Regions from separate parts of the Sus scrofa genome. Here region 2 is linked to region 1. The links are chromatin contacts, called in public promoter capture Hi-C maps. All regions are on one chromosome and are shown on one strand. The core of a region is the stretch at or near the end of the contact, and the rest is flanking DNA. Distances in the headings are between cores, read along the strand shown. Region 1 holds the start of SEC61B (Sec61 translocon beta subunit). Region 2 holds the start of ERP44 (endoplasmic reticulum protein 44).

Region 1 (3,533 bases), core at 305-2,804:
TGGCTGCACTTGCGGCATATGTACATTCCCAAGCCAGGGATTTAATCCCAGCCACAGCTGCAACCTATGCTAGATCTTTTAACCCACTACTCAGGGAGGGGATAGAACCTGCACCTCTGCAGCAACCCCAGCCACTGCAGTTGGTCGGATTCATGGGCCCCCGGGCCACGACAACTCCATCAGTAAATGTGACTTTTTAAGATGAAAATTTTTTTTTGGAAAAAAAAAATACATAAAAAGAGTCTAGAATAGCTAGAGCCCAGATCCAGGTGGACATTATTTACCAAGGTAAAGAACCCAGACTTTTCTCCAAAGACTAGTGGGAAACCATGTTAAAGTTTTGAAAGGGACAGCACCTGTTTAGCTTGGGGTTTTTAACACATGACACTGCTAAGGAGTGGGGTGGTCCGGCTGCACGTGCTATAGTGGGCCATATGTGGCCTGGAAGTAGTGTCAACAGGAATAATGCAAAGAAGGAAGAAATACGAGTTACTCAGAAGTAAAAGGTGACTGAAGGCTGACTTCTAATACTCCTGTTTTCTTAGAGCGAGCACCAAGGCCCGTCGTTTCAGATTCATCGACGATCTAGTGAAAATGCAGATTTCGGGCACCACCTCAGGGGTCTAGGATGAAAACACCCGAGGGTGGGGCCAAGTAATCCGCAACTTTAACGTGTTCACACTAAAGTTCGAGCACCAGCGTCACTCCCAACTCTGATCGCTCCACATCAGTTTCGATGTTTCCGAACAACACAGAGAAATTCAGAGGTCATGCAGCGCGCCCTCCATACAGAGTTAAAAGAGGCTCGGCGATGGCTTGGTGTGGCCACCTCACCTGGTCGCATACGACCACGTCGAACTCCTCGTCGCTGAGGAAAAGCACGTAGAGCGCCAGGTAAATCATGCGCAGGTAGGCGCACACCGCGCCGCCGCGGCCGCCCCAGCCCAAGCTGCGCGGCAGCCAGTCCCCGGCGCAGCGCACCGGCAGCTCGCGGCTTTCGGCGAAGCAGTGGCCCGGGTCGTAGTGCGCGGTCCAGATCTTCACGCTGCATCCGCGGGCCTGCAGCGCCAGCGCCGCGTCTAGCACCAGCCGCTCGGCGCCGCCCACGCCAAGGTCCGGGTGTAGGAACAACACCGACGGCTTAGGACCCGGGTCCTCATCTTGGCCCTGATTCTCCTCCATCGTCCAGAAGCCGCCTCGGCGCGGACGCTTAAGGGCTTCCGCGCATGCTCTTTTCCCCGTCCTCCCAGCGGGCCCTTCTGGGGATCGACCACGCCCCGCGGTGTGCGCGTTGGTTAGGCCACATCAGCGCGAATCTGTGGGCAACTAGTAACTGCCGGAGGAAATTTCTCGTCTGACCATGGCTGGGATCTCCCACTGGCAGAGACTGGACTCTAGGAAGGACTCTGTGATCCAAGTGAAAAGATAGGAAGTCTGTAATTCCTATACAGCACTAAGTCGCCTGTACTAAAATTCCTCCAGGCACATAGTCGGACAGCCCAGGCGTCCCTGGAGTCAGCGAGGACCCTGCCAGCAGGTCCGGGGGCGGGACCAGAATCAGTCTCTCCGGCCGCTGGTCTGTTGAGGGCTCTACCGTTTCCCCGCCATCAACTTCAGTTGCCTGCTTCTCTCCAGTTTCCAGCATGGTATGTGGCCCCAGCCTTGCCTTCTTGTCCCGGCTTCTCCCATGCGCCCTGATTTTTGCCGTATGCTTTGTCCTTCTTCCGCGGCTCCTTTGCTTCCCCCAGGCCCCGGTGCAGGTCTTCGCCGTCAGGGCCCGGGGTCTGGGGGCCGGCCGGCGGCGCTAACCCGTTTCTCACCTTGTCTCCCTCCACAGCCCGGTCCGACGCCCAGTGGCACCAACGTGGGCTCCTCAGGACGCTCTCCCAGCAAAGCAGTGGCCGCCCGGGCGGCAGGATCCACGGTCCGGCAGAGGTAAGGACCCCTGCGATCTTCTCTAGGTGGGCTCGGAGGGATCCGGCCCAGGAATTCTCTGGTTCTGACAAGGAGACTTCTGATGTTACGGTTCACAGGGGCGAAAGGATGCAGGTGGTGCGGCCGTAGCGATAGTTAAAAGACTTTTGGTGTTTTGTGTCTCGAGAGGGAGACATTTTCTTCCCAATGTTCAGTTTTGAGCATCACTTTTGAAATAAGAAAGTTAAACTGGGGTGAGGCCGGAAGCAACATTAAGAAAACTGATGTCATTAATCTCCTGTCTCTAGACCTGAGCTTTACACTCAACATTAGTGTTTGGAAATCCTGTACAGACTCAAACTAACACGACTTGTCTAATACACAATTCTTGTCTCTCCGTTCACCTCAACGTCTGCTCCCAAGTATATCTCTTTACTTCCATATGGCAACTGCTACATACTTGTTCACCCAAGCCAGAACATCGGTGTCATCTTAGATTATTATTTAATGCTGTGGCTCTATCCTGTACCTTTACATTGTACAGGGAAACTTTCTCAACAGTTCTTTCCTTATCCATTTCTTCTGACTCAGTCTCTCACCTAGGAAATATTCTACCTAATTTTTGTCTTCTCTAGGTTATTTCCATTTTAATACTCTGCTCTGATTCTGTCATTGTAGTGGTTAGTGTCCATGTTGGTTTCTTGTTGCTGAACTTAAAAAACGCAGGCTGGGAGTTCCAGTCGTGGCTCAGAGGAAACGAATCCGACTAGTATCCATGAGGATGCAGGTTCGATCTCTGGCCTTGCTTAGTGGGTTAAGGATCCATCATTGCCGTGAGCTGTGGTGTAGGTCGAACACGCAGCTGGGATCCTGCATTGCTGTGGCTGTGGTGTGGGATAGCAGCTGCAGCTCTGATTCAACCCCTAGCCTGCGAACTTCCATATGCTTTGGGTGAGGCTCTTAAGAAAAAACAAACAAACAAACAAAAAACTGCAGGCAGTGGGGGGTGCCAAGGCTCTTGGTGGTGTTTTTCCCCCCCAGCCAAACCACCTCTCTTCTCCCTCTCTTCTGTGAAGTGAAACTGAAATGTATTGTCTAAAAGTGGCACTCTTTGCAGACTTAACTGCAACACATGACAGTGTAAAACTCCTAGAAGAGAACATAGGCATAACATTCTGACATAATGCGTGTCAATGTTTTCTTAATTTCCCAAGGCAATAGATATCAAAGCAAAAATAAACAAATGGGACCTAATCAAACTTATAAGCTTTTGTATAGCAAAAGAAGCCGTAAACAAAACAAAAAGACAACCCACAGAATAGGAGAAAATATTTGCGAATGATGAAATTGGCAAGGGCTTAATCTCCAAAATACACAAACAGCTCATACAACTCAGTAACAACAACAAAATCCAAACAACACAATAAAAAATGGGCAGAAGACCTAAATAGACATTTCTCCAAAGAAGACATACAGATGACAAATAGGCACTTGAAAAGAATCTAAACATTGCTAATTTTTACAGAAATGCAAATCAAAACTACACTGAGGTACCACCTTACCCTGCTCAGGATGGCCATCATTAAAAAGTCTACAGATAACAAACACTGGAGAGGATA
Region 2 (3,533 bases), core at 356-2,855, 910 kb after region 1:
CCTTAAAGAGAGAATGGTCTCTAATAACAATGAGTACTACTTCAGTATTTTTGGAAGGAGAGACCCACAGTATATAATGCAATTGCCTAGAAACAGCTCTACAAAGAGTATTTTCCTCTACACAGAAGCTACTCATTACTTTTAGTTTTAAGTGACAATAAGACACTTTTATCATTTAGCACTACCATGTTCATATTCAACTTTTAGTTCTAGGAAGAACTATGACATCCACTTTAGTTTTTTATAATACTTTCTCTGAAAAGGTTCAAGTACTGTGTATGGCTTTTGCATATGATTTGGAAATCACAAAGAAAGAGGAAGCACAGAGAAGAGAAGGGGAAACAAGAAGAGAAGGTATAGAGAGAGAGAAATTATTTCAAACGCAAATATTAAAAATTTAACATAATATGGTAGAATAAGCACTGAGAGTCCATAGACCTGCTTCAAATTCCAGTTCTGCCAGTAACCAGCTATATGTCAATTATGTTTCTCACAATATAAAGAGTGATTATGACTTAATGTTCACCTTAAATTCAGCTTTTAAAAAATAAACTGATTAAAGTATTTTCAAGTATTGTATTATAACAACAATTAAAGGTATATCATTTTATCATATGGAGTTAGTCTTTCACTTTTGCCTCAATGTGACCTGCAGCTTGGATTACTTAGGTTGCACAAAGATGTACTTTGGAGGAAGAAGGACCAGGGGAAGATTCCTTTACAAGATGGGATGGTACTGAGCCGGTGAGAGAGTTAAAGAGTAAGTGCGTATGTATACAGAAGACCAGGTCATTCACAAATCAGGAGCACTAAAGAACAAATGTGCTTATATTTCAGGTGGGGGGCAGTGAAACAAGACGTGAGTGAGGCCCTGAGCTGAGGCTTTCTGGTAATCAAAGCCTCCACCCTTCAAACCTTTACTCCCCCGGTGGACACCAGACCAGTTTCCAGTTCCGGGTTCCCAACCAATCGTATCAAGCCACAACAGAGGGCTCCGCCAAACCGGGCACCGTTTCAGGGCTCTAGAGAGATTCACACGACCCCAGCACCTGTCGGCCTCACATTTTTCCCAAAAGGAGGGGGTGGGAGGGAGCAGTAGGTCTATCCCCCGTCCTTTTGGACTTAGGCTACCACGAAGTCCACGAGCCCTTTAGACCAAAACAACCTCCGAACTCCGTGGGAAGGGGCGCTACTAGCCGTCACCCTCCCAAAGATCCTTCATTCAGGGCTAATTCTCCTGTTCACAGGTCCCAACCTCCGACAGTGGTTTCTCAGGCCTTGGGAACCCCGGGCCTGGGAAGCGGACAGACGGATGTCGAGAATGAAGGCAGCAGGAGAAGGTGCACTCCTCGCCACTAGAAGAAAAGATAGGAAAGCAGGAGTCGGGGCAGCTGTAAGCCTCTTGGCTAGCGGGGGAGGACGTCCGTGAGTCAGTCGAAGGGTCTGTCATTCCTTCACTCACTCACCAGGAGCAGGAGGGAGCATCTGAGGTCGGGTAAGGATAGGAAGACGGCAGGATTCATGGTAAAGCCGGGGTCCGCGGCAGGGACGGGCCTTGGCGGCTGGGACTGGAGAGGGTTGGGTTGGGTTAGGAAAGGGCTGGGCTCCGGGAGCCGGCGGTAGCGGAAGACTCTCCCGGCAGCGGCACCTCGTCCTCTCGACCCGGAGCTCCAGCGGCGAACACCCGGGACAATTTCCAGAGAGGCCTCTCACATCCTCACTTCCGGGTCCTGCCCACCTCGGAGCATCTAGGGAAATGTAGTCCTGGGCCATTTTCAAGGATCAGGACAGCGGGCGCCCAGAACTCTTTTCCCATCAGGCTCTTGGCCCGAGTCCACCGATTCCGCTGCGCGCGGGGACCTGTGGGATAGAAAGGGCGGAGGGCGGGTGCACTCCTGTGTTTTAGAAGATGAGAACTACAATTCCCAGAAGGCTGTACAGTCGAGAGACTGGGACGGCCTTCTGAGGGATTCCGCTAGTTTTAGCACGGTGGGCTCTATCCCAGCCGGATGTAGTGGCCTGACCTGGTGAGAGGGTCGGGCCAGCGGGGCTCGTCCCTCCTGGAGCCACCCCTAGGAAGTGAGTCCTGGAGGAGGCGAGGGTGAGTAGGAGGGGGCATCGCTGGGGAGGCACTAAACAATCTGCCACGCCTTGGCCCCTGCCTCAAACTCAAGGGCCTCTTGGCCTGAGTTGTGGCCTGAACCTCCATCACTAGCCTCCTTGCCTGCTACCTCTTCTTTCTGCACTAATTCCTGCATTATAAAAGAACCACTTCTCTGGGTTTCAGTGGAATGTGTCAATAACTTAACCCTAATTGTTTCTTTGGCTCCTGTACGGAATAGATATGGGATGGACTGGAAGAGCACGTTGTAAAGTGAAAACTCAGTGCGAGAGTGATTGCTGCTAATGCGTGGATCACTCTTACAGAATAATTACAAAATTCGTTAGCCAAGTAGTTGAGGAACTTAACCTGAGCTGGGTTAGCTCTCCAACCCAGCCAAGGCACATGCCCCAAGTGGTAGCCACACAATCACTGCCAAGTAATCAGGAGGTACTTGGCTCTTCTGTGGTTCTCCCTACCCCTTGCCTTTCCTTCAACTTCCCTGCTGCCTGAATGGAAGCTTCTCTTCTCTACTTGGATAGCATCTCAACTGTCACCATCAGTGACAACTTACCAAACAATCAACACTTTGGATTTAATCAAAATTACTCTTCTTTGCTTGTGACTACAGCACCACTAGTTTTCTATAGTTAGAATTACTGGAGCATTTACTACACTGGCTTGTTTTGTAATTAGTTGATGATGATGGTACTTTTGCATTTATAGCATTCCTTAATTAACAAAGTGGTTTTGATTTTCATCTATAGAAGTTTACAAAAAGCATTATAACTAAATATATATGTATATACATGCATATACATATATATATATTTGAGCTAAAAAAAGAAAAGAAAAAAGAACCCTGAAGAATGGATTTCTTGGACTAATAAAAGTAAATAGCGGTAGAGCCAAAATTTTTAATTAGGTCTCTTCTCCTAGTCCAGTGTTCTTATCTCCATACCACTCAGTGAACTCTCTGACAGACAAATGAGGAATTAAAGAACAGAGACTCATGAGTATGAACTCCTTACTCCAAGAACCTAAACTTTGACCCTGCTCACTCTCTGGACTTAGCACTCAGCCTACGACTTTTCATTCAACAAACATTTCCTGAACACCAGCTACATAGCTGTTACTGTGCTAAATGCTAAGAATTAAGAGACAAAGTATATATAAATATAACTGAGATAAAAATTTAAGCTTATTTCTCAAAAGGTATGAAAAATTTCTCTGACTCTGATGATCACTTAGAGTCTAAAGTAACAGGTATTAAAGTTCAGAACAGTGTCTAACACATTGTTGGCCCTCCACTTGTTGAATAAATCAACATGGCCTACTGTTTACATATTTCTTTGTGTGTGGGTCGGTGGGTGTGTGCTTTTTAAGGCCACACCTGCACCATATGGAAGTTCCCAGGTCAAAATGGAGCTGC

Evidence for each region. Promoter capture Hi-C pulls out the DNA fragments that hold promoters and counts their contacts.
Region 2: a contact with region 1 is called in a promoter capture Hi-C map of liver, with 4 times the contacts expected there. The contact joins the promoter of ERP44 here to the promoter of SEC61B in region 1. A contact is called at or near these places in 2 of 5 promoter capture datasets (fetal skeletal muscle and liver), 3 of 47 Hi-C or Micro-C datasets (heart right ventricle, psoas muscle and skeletal muscle) and 2 of 2 datasets of contacts at active chromatin or transcription factors (alveolar macrophages and skeletal muscle).

Annotation. Positions count from the first base shown.
Region 1 is chr1:240,983,619-240,987,151 of Sscrofa11.1, forward strand. SEC61B (Sec61 translocon beta subunit) reads left to right here and starts at 1,555. Exons shown (of 4, transcript NM_001243825.1): 1 at 1,555-1,646; 2 at 1,838-1,935. The coding sequence starts at 1,644. ALG2 (ALG2, alpha-1,3/1,6-mannosyltransferase) reads right to left here and starts at 1,198. Exons shown (of 2, transcript NM_001101029.1): 1 at 835-1,198. The coding sequence starts at 1,182.
Region 2 is chr1:241,895,827-241,899,359 of Sscrofa11.1, forward strand. It overlaps ERP44 (endoplasmic reticulum protein 44), which reads right to left and starts at 1,606. Exons shown (of 12, transcript NM_001137629.1): 1 at 1,467-1,606. The coding sequence starts at 1,523. It overlaps INVS (inversin), which reads left to right and starts at 1,859. Exons shown (of 17, transcript XM_021066620.1): 1 at 1,859-2,101.